Linked DNA regions of Mus musculus: region 2 is linked to region 1. The links are chromatin contacts, called in public promoter capture Hi-C maps. All regions are on one chromosome and are shown on one strand. The core of a region is the stretch at or near the end of the contact, and the rest is flanking DNA. Distances in the headings are between cores, read along the strand shown. Region 1 holds the start of 4931422A03Rik (RIKEN cDNA 4931422A03 gene). Region 2 holds the start of Cd59b (CD59b antigen).

The links. Capture Hi-C pulls out chosen DNA fragments and counts their contacts.
Region 2: a promoter capture Hi-C map of pancreatic islet shows a contact between it and region 1. The contact joins the promoter of Cd59b here to the promoter of 4931422A03Rik in region 1. A contact is called at or near these places in 2 of 39 promoter capture datasets (liver and macrophages), 2 of 15 datasets of contacts at CTCF or cohesin (CD8 T cells and the NIH/3T3 cell line), 5 of 115 datasets of contacts at active chromatin or transcription factors (the SCID.adh cell line, embryonic forebrain, embryonic stem cells and 1 more) and 3 of 9 other capture datasets (adipose tissue, liver and pancreatic islet).

Annotation. Positions count from the first base shown.
Region 1 is chr2:104,026,573-104,030,162 of GRCm38.p6, reverse strand. It overlaps 4931422A03Rik (RIKEN cDNA 4931422A03 gene), which reads left to right and starts at 1,802. Exons shown (of 5, transcript NM_175161.3): 1 at 1,802-2,385; 2 at 2,876-2,941. The coding sequence starts at 2,940. It overlaps Fbxo3 (F-box protein 3), which reads right to left and starts at 2,364. Exons shown (of 11, transcript NM_212433.1): 1 at 2,197-2,364. The coding sequence starts at 2,300.
Region 2 is chr2:104,069,497-104,073,086 of GRCm38.p6, reverse strand. Cd59b (CD59b antigen) reads right to left here and starts at 2,021. Exons shown (of 4, transcript NM_181858.2): 1 at 1,999-2,021.

The DNA.
Region 1 (3,590 bases), core at 553-3,052:
CATACTATCTCAGAGTCAAATTAGACTCCCAATAGATTGATACAGCTCAACCGAACACAGTTAAGCAAATATGCACCCAAACTGTTAGAGCTTGGCAACAGGTTGTATGCTAGGCAAAGTTGGACTGACTGTAATGGGCAAGAAAGAAACTGCAGTATGCCAGGTGAGTCTGTAGTCGAAATAGGATTCAGCTCCGCTCGCTTCCACAAATGTTTACAGAGGGGTCATATCACTTCAGCTTTAAATTCTGATTCCTACCAGAAGCTCTGAACTAAAAGTCTCTTCTTACAAGAGGCTACACAATCTCATCAGCCACACTTCATGCAACCTGCCTGTTAGTCATTTCTACCTTCAGCAAAACCTGCTTTCTTGTTTTTCTAGTTAAACAGGACACACTATTGTTAAGAGACCCATCAGCCTCTCAATACTGTTCCCTTCACCAGGACAGAAGTGCACTGTGCCACACTTCATGTCTTCCACTGTGAGTTGGTCAGCCTGTCTTCCACATTCCTTTCCAATGCAATATACATATTCCTTCCCAATACTTGGCCCCTTTTGTAATTACATACTTGTTTGACTTTCCATCTTGTCTATAGTAGTCAAGCTACAAAAAAAAGACCATATCTCTCTAACTCACTACTGTAATCCTACATTTAACTGGCACATGGCAGACATTCAACAAAACAAAACAAACAAACCTGAGCAGATGAATACAAAAATAAATATCTTTACACTCTAGCAATGCACACTTTATTACTACAAACTCTAGTTGGAGAAGATAGTGGGAGAGTAAGGTTGCTAAACTGAGGAGAGTGAAGTATTCCGGACAGGGAACTGAGCATACACAACCATGTGCGAGTGTTGTGCCATCTGATGGGCTGAGAAAATATGATAGTGGAGGAGAGGCCTGAAAGGCCTTAGATAATAAGCTATTGGGTAAGGGCCTTAAATACTGCAGAAGTTCAGGGTCCAGTGTTGTAAACAGGGATGTCATGGGCTTTTAAGAAAAATGACAGCCAGATTGGTCTTTAGAAGGTAACTCTGGCAGCAAGCAAGCAAAGAAAGAAGGCTATCTAAATAAGAAGTTATAGCAATAAACTATTTCAGATGAAATACATTTGAGCTGGCCAACCTTTCCTACAGAAAAACTTTCTGTGTGTTAGTACAGGCTGAGTAGGGGGAAGTGTGTTTTTTGGAAAGACAAATGTCTTAGCAGGTACGAGTGGAGGCCATAACAGAAAACCCAGGAAATATCTCTGCCACCACTTAGCTACCTGTAACTCCAAGAAATCTGTACCTCTTAAAGGCCCCTAAAAACAGAGGACATAGATGCCCAGATTCCAGTAATGAAGCAAAAACCAAAAGTGTGTCTTCCCCATGTGAGAGGGCCATTTTGCAGCCTCCACAAATATATACGGAAGCACAAGAAACCCAGGCTATGCGGTCAAGAATGTAAACAATCCTGACACAGGGGGTGAGGGTGACAAGAAAGGGGCACACGGCAGGACCATTTGTCCCTCCACGCTAAAACAGTCCTGGTTTCTGAAAGAATTCTCGCATGCCCGGTGTTTATTTTTGGAGTAAATGCTGGTCATCTGGGAAACCCTAAGGTAACTGCAGTCACCTGTAAGGCCTCACCGGAAGTCGGTGACAAAACCCAAAATCCAACCACCCACCATAAAAAGGGAAACTGACAGCCAAAAAAGTCGCCGACACAAGACAAAGTGTATGCTGCCCGCGATCACGATGGCATCAGAGTCAGAAGGTCGCAGGCCTTCTCGCGCGCGTTCTACCTGCCCACGAGGGCTCTGGTCATCAGGGACCCCAGGCGCGACAGGGATGCGCGTGGGCCGAGACAGTGGCCTTTCCACAGCGCTAGACCAGGCCCCAAAGGGCCAGCGAGGGTCCGCGGGGTGCAGGACCAGGGAGCCACCTCTCTCTTCCGCAACCCGGCCTAGCCGAGGCTTGAGGGAGAGGGCGCTAAGTTCCCGGGGACCTAGGCCTGGGCAGGGGTAAGACCTGGATGCCCAGACCGCTCCCCCGAGTCTCCTTCAGCCCCCCGGGGCGCTATGCGGGATAACGGCCGCCTTGCAGTCACCCTGCTGCGGAGGGAGCCCACGTCCAGCCAGCGACCCCGGGCCTCCTTCCCTGCCTCCTTCCACGTTCCCACCCCTGCCGAGAGCACCGCCCCATTACTTGATTAGGTCCCTGTAGTCCACGAAGGATAAGATGAGCAGCAGAGGGTCGGTGGGCAGCGACTCCAGGGTCAGCAGCCCCGTCTCGGCCTCTACGGCAGCCATCTTGCCCGGCCCGCTGCAGCCTTGGCACCACCCCGGCCCCGCCCCCGCCCCCGCCGCCCGAACCGCTCGGCGGCCGCTAGCACAGGTTAGTTATGTAACTGTCACCCGGCCCCAGCCCCGCCCCCGGGATGCCCCGCCCACCCCGCGGTCAGCCCTGCGGGGGCGCTGCTGTCCCTGCCAGTCTGTTTCTGAGTCTTTGGTCTCTTCTTCCACGCATTTTATATCTCGTATCCTCAAAGCCTCTCCCTAAATCTTACACTAACCCTACCTGGCCTTTGGGTCCCAAACCCATTGCTTCATTTCCAATCCATGGTCTCTGTTGCCAGCCTCGGACTCCCATTGCCACTCACCCCCACCTGCACTCGGAATTGCTGCTCTGAGCCCTGTCCACTTAGCAAGGAAGGAATGATGGGGAAAGAGACACAGGGGAAGGCATTCCAACTTTGAAATGATAGGGAGGTTATAATTCTTCCATGGCCCACAAGGCAAAAAACTGTCCTTCAAAAAAACCGAAAATGACCTCTGGATAAATTCCTTGTCCAACAAATGTTAATTGCCCAAGCCCTTACCACCAGGCTTCTAAACCTACTGGTCCCAGAGAAAGTTTCTTCCAACTACTTAAGTGTAAGAAATAATCAAATGTGAGTATTTTCCACCAAGTGCTATAAAACTTGTGTTTAGGACAAGGAATTTGATTCTTTTTAACCTTCTGAGCACACCCTCTTGATAAACATAAATTTGTCTTGTCTAGACACAATAGTTGGAGTGGTGGTCTCTTTCTTTTCTGAACCGGCCTGCAGGTCTGTCTGCAAGGGAGAGAGTGGGGATGGAGGGGCAAGAGATTCGAAGAATGGAAACAAGACAGGGTATATAAGCACAAGCTGGGGAGTCCAGGATGTGTCTGAGAAAAACAGGATATTATTATAGTGTGTTCAGCTGTGGTGGGCTGCTTGCAAAAACATCATGCTAGGAAAACAAGTCTCTCATCAGGGTGGAAAAGTACCAACCTGTAAGTAAATAGCCCGCGATGGCTGCAGAGATGGTAGTAGTTTCTGCTAAGAGTCAGCTCCCAACAATTTTCAACCTCAAACTTTCTTTCTTTCTTCCTTCCTTTCTTCCTTTCTTTCTTTCTTTCTTTCTTTCTTTCTTTCTTCTTTCCTTCTTTTTAAAGATTTGTTTATTATATGTAAGTACACTGTAGCTGTCTTCAGACACATCAGAAGAAGGCATCCAATCTCATTACAGATGGTTGTGAGCCACCATGTGGTTGCTGGGATTTGAACTCTGGAA
Region 2 (3,590 bases), core at 772-3,271, 43 kb before region 1:
CCTGTTTATGTAGCCAGTCTGTTCGTCTATGTCTTTTTATTGGGGAATTGAGTCTATTGATATGAAGAGATATTAAGGAAAAGTAATTGTTGCTTCCTGTTATTTTTGTTGTTAGAGTTGGGATTCTGTTATTGAAGCTGTTTTCTTTTAGGTTTGTTGAAGGATTACTTTCTTGCCTTTTTTAGGGTGTAGTTTCCATCCTTGTATTGGTATTTTCCCATTATTATCCTCTTAAGGGCTGGATTCGTGGAAAGGTATTGTGTGAATTTGGTTTTGTCATGGAATACTCTGGTTTCTCCATCTATGGTAATTGAGAGTTTTGCTGGGTATAGTAGCCTGTGCTGACATTTGTGTTCTCTTAGGGTCTGTATAACATCTGTCCAGGATCTTCTGGCTTTCATAGTCTCTGGTGAGAAGTCTGGTGTAATTCTGATAGGTCTGCCTTTATATGTTACTTGACCTTTTTCCCTTACTGCTTTTAATATTCTATCTTTATTTAGTGGATTTGTTGTTCTGATTATTATGTGTCGGGAGGAATTTCTTTTCTGGTCCAGTCTATTTGGAGTTCTGTAGGCTTCTTGTAAGTTCATGGGCATCTCTTTTTTTAGGTTAGGGAAGTTTTCTTCTATGATTTTGTTGAAGACATGTACTAGCCCTTTAAGTTGGGAATCTTTGCTCTCTTCTATACCTATTATCCTTAGGATTGGTCGTCTCATTGTGTCCTGGATTTCCTGGATGTTTTGGGTTAGGAGCTTTTTACGTTTTGCAAACAAATGCAAATCAAATTTCTTTAATTGTTGTGTCCATGTTCTCTATGGAATCTTCTGCACCTGAGATTCTCTCTCCCATCTCTTATATTCTGTTGCTGATATTCATATCTATGGTTCCTGATTTCTTTCCTAGGGTTTCTATCTCCATAGTTGTCTCCCTTTGGGTTTTCTTCATTGTTTCTACTTCCATTTTTAGATCTTGGATGGTTTAGTTCAATTCCATCACCTGTTTGGTTGTGTTTTCCTGTAATTCTTTAAGGGATTTTTGTGTTTCCTCTTTAACGTCTTCTACCTGTTTAGCAGTGTTCTCCTGTAATTCCTTGAGGGATTTTTGTGCTTCCTCTTTAAGGGCTTCTACCTGTTTAGCAGTGTTCTCCTGTATTTCTTTAAGTGAGTTATTAATTTCCTTCTTAATATCCTCTACCAGCATCATGAGATATGATTTTTAGATCCGAATCTTGCTTTTCAGGTGTGTTGGGGTATCCAGGACTCGCTGTGGTGGGTGTACTGGGTTCTGATGATGTCCAGTGGTCCTGGTTTCTGTTAGTAAGATTCTTTCATTTGCCTTTCGCCATCTGGTAATCTCTGGTGTTATATGTTCTTGTCTCTGGCTAGAGCTTGTTCCTCCTGTTATTCTTTAGCTTCTGTCAGCACTCCTGGAAGACCAACTCTCTCCTGTGTCCCAGTAGTCAGAACACACTCTGCAGGCAAGCTCTCCTCATGCAGGGAAGGTGCACAGAAGTCTGGAGTTCAGATCCACCTCCTGATTCCTGGGGTCAGAGCCCTCCCTGGAGGCTGACTCTCCTCTGGCAGGGAAGGGGTCCAGGGGTTTGGATCTCAGCTGTCTCCTGCCTGAGGATGAAGGCCCAAAGAGACCCTGTCCAAGAAGCTCTATTGCTTCTGCCGCCCATGTGCTCTCCTGCATAGACTGGTCTCAGTGATCCCAAGATTCTGGGTGTGCTAGGGCCTGCCTTTGTCCTTTGACCGTGTTGCTGCTAGCACTAGACCCTCTGGGTTTTTTGGAACTGATGTTGCGTTCTACTCACCAGTGATCTCAAGGACCCGGCTGTGCCAGGGTGCCTGCAGCTTGGAGAGTCCTCTGGGGACCTTAGGGCCCTCCCCCGAAGATCAGGCTGATGTACTTTAAGGCTGAGCATATCATAACAAATAAAGTTGCAACATCATCACCCTATAAGAAGTTCTGAGAGGGCCAATGGGATGGTATTACCTGATCCAAGGCAACAGGGCAGTCTCAAAATCACTTTGGATGTATCTTGCTTTTACTTACCAAGGTCTGGAAGCTAAGTGGCTTAACATAACCCAGTGTTAGCAGTCTCATGGGCCTTACGGGCTTGGACATGCTATAGCTAAGCCTACAACAGACCCCAAAATTCCTTTCTTCAGTTCAAAGCAGAAATTACATCAGCAGCTTAGGACAAAGCAAAACACCATCACAATGGAAAGGCCCCTCCCAGCCACCTGGTGGCTCCATAAGCACTTCAGAGCTCTTGAAATTGCACAGATCTGGACTTCACCTAAAATGGCCTCAGTCTCTTAACAACTTATCTCAGGACCCTAAATCCCTGGTTCATCCCGCTACTCCCACCCTAAAGTTCATTTGATTTTGTTTTTGTTTTCCTTCTACTTCTTTCAACCCGCCCAGTGAAAAGGGAGGTTTTTCATTTATAGCAAAGTACATGCCAAACGTTTTTCAGCATGGTCAAGGCATAATGTCGTTCTGTCACGGTCATTCGGTGTGTCAGCCCGGAAGAACTGGAGAAAAGATTCCCTGAGGTGGGTCTCCGGAACATTGGCTGTTTTCCACATTCCAGGAGATCAACCGTGAGCTACCTTAGTGCTCACCACCACCCTGTGAAATAAGTCCTTTCCCTTTACTGATGAGAAAATAAGATTTAATAGCTTGCTTTCGACTACCTAGGAACGAAAAGAAGAGGTTCTTTTTAAAGTCCGCACTCAAACTGCAGGGTGGCCGGGCCCATGCACCAAAGATATACACTAGAGCAGCTACAGATTTGGACCTCAGCAAGAAGAACTGCAGTGAGTTCTTTGAGCTTTGAGACTGAGGTTAGCCCTCGCCGCCCCCCCCCCCGCCCCCTCCTTCTGCAGACCGCATTCTCTGAGAGACGGGGCTGCCCTGGAGTCAGGCGCTCAGGTAATGCAGAGCTCCAGCAACCACTGAGTAGGAAGCAGAGCGCAGGCTGCAGCACACGAAATCTATAACAAAAAAAAAGGTCAGAGGTACAGGCCTGAGAGAGGCCTCCAGAGGGAGGAGCAAGGACAACTTACCGCACCGCCCAGCCCGGACGCATGCGCTGCCGAAGCACCCCCACCTCCCACCCGAGGCTCTGCTCCAGCCAACTCTGTGCCCTTGCTTACCTGCAGCCTCAGAGTCAGTTAGATCCTGCACTATACACTTTTCAGATCGCCAGTGACTGTGCTCATGCTCTGGCTGCTGACAGTAATTAGCACTGGGACCCAACTCCACTGGCCACGCCCAAGAATTGATGGCCACACCCCCACCCCACCCCTGTGAGCCTATGCCTCCTAGTCACTGCCTTTTCCTCTGTCAGAGAGCATTTGGCTGCCAGGACCAGACTCTCTGGAAACCTAGGATACAGGAAAGGCTTGCATTTACTTCTGATTCCTTACTCCTGACTAGGATACCCTAAAAGGCTCCTGATTTTCCCTTTCTTTTTTAAATAAAAAAACAAAAAAAAAAAAAACAAAAAACAAAGCTGGGCGGTGGTGGCGCACACCTTTAGTCCCAGCACTTGGGAGGCAGAGGTAGGCAGATTTCTG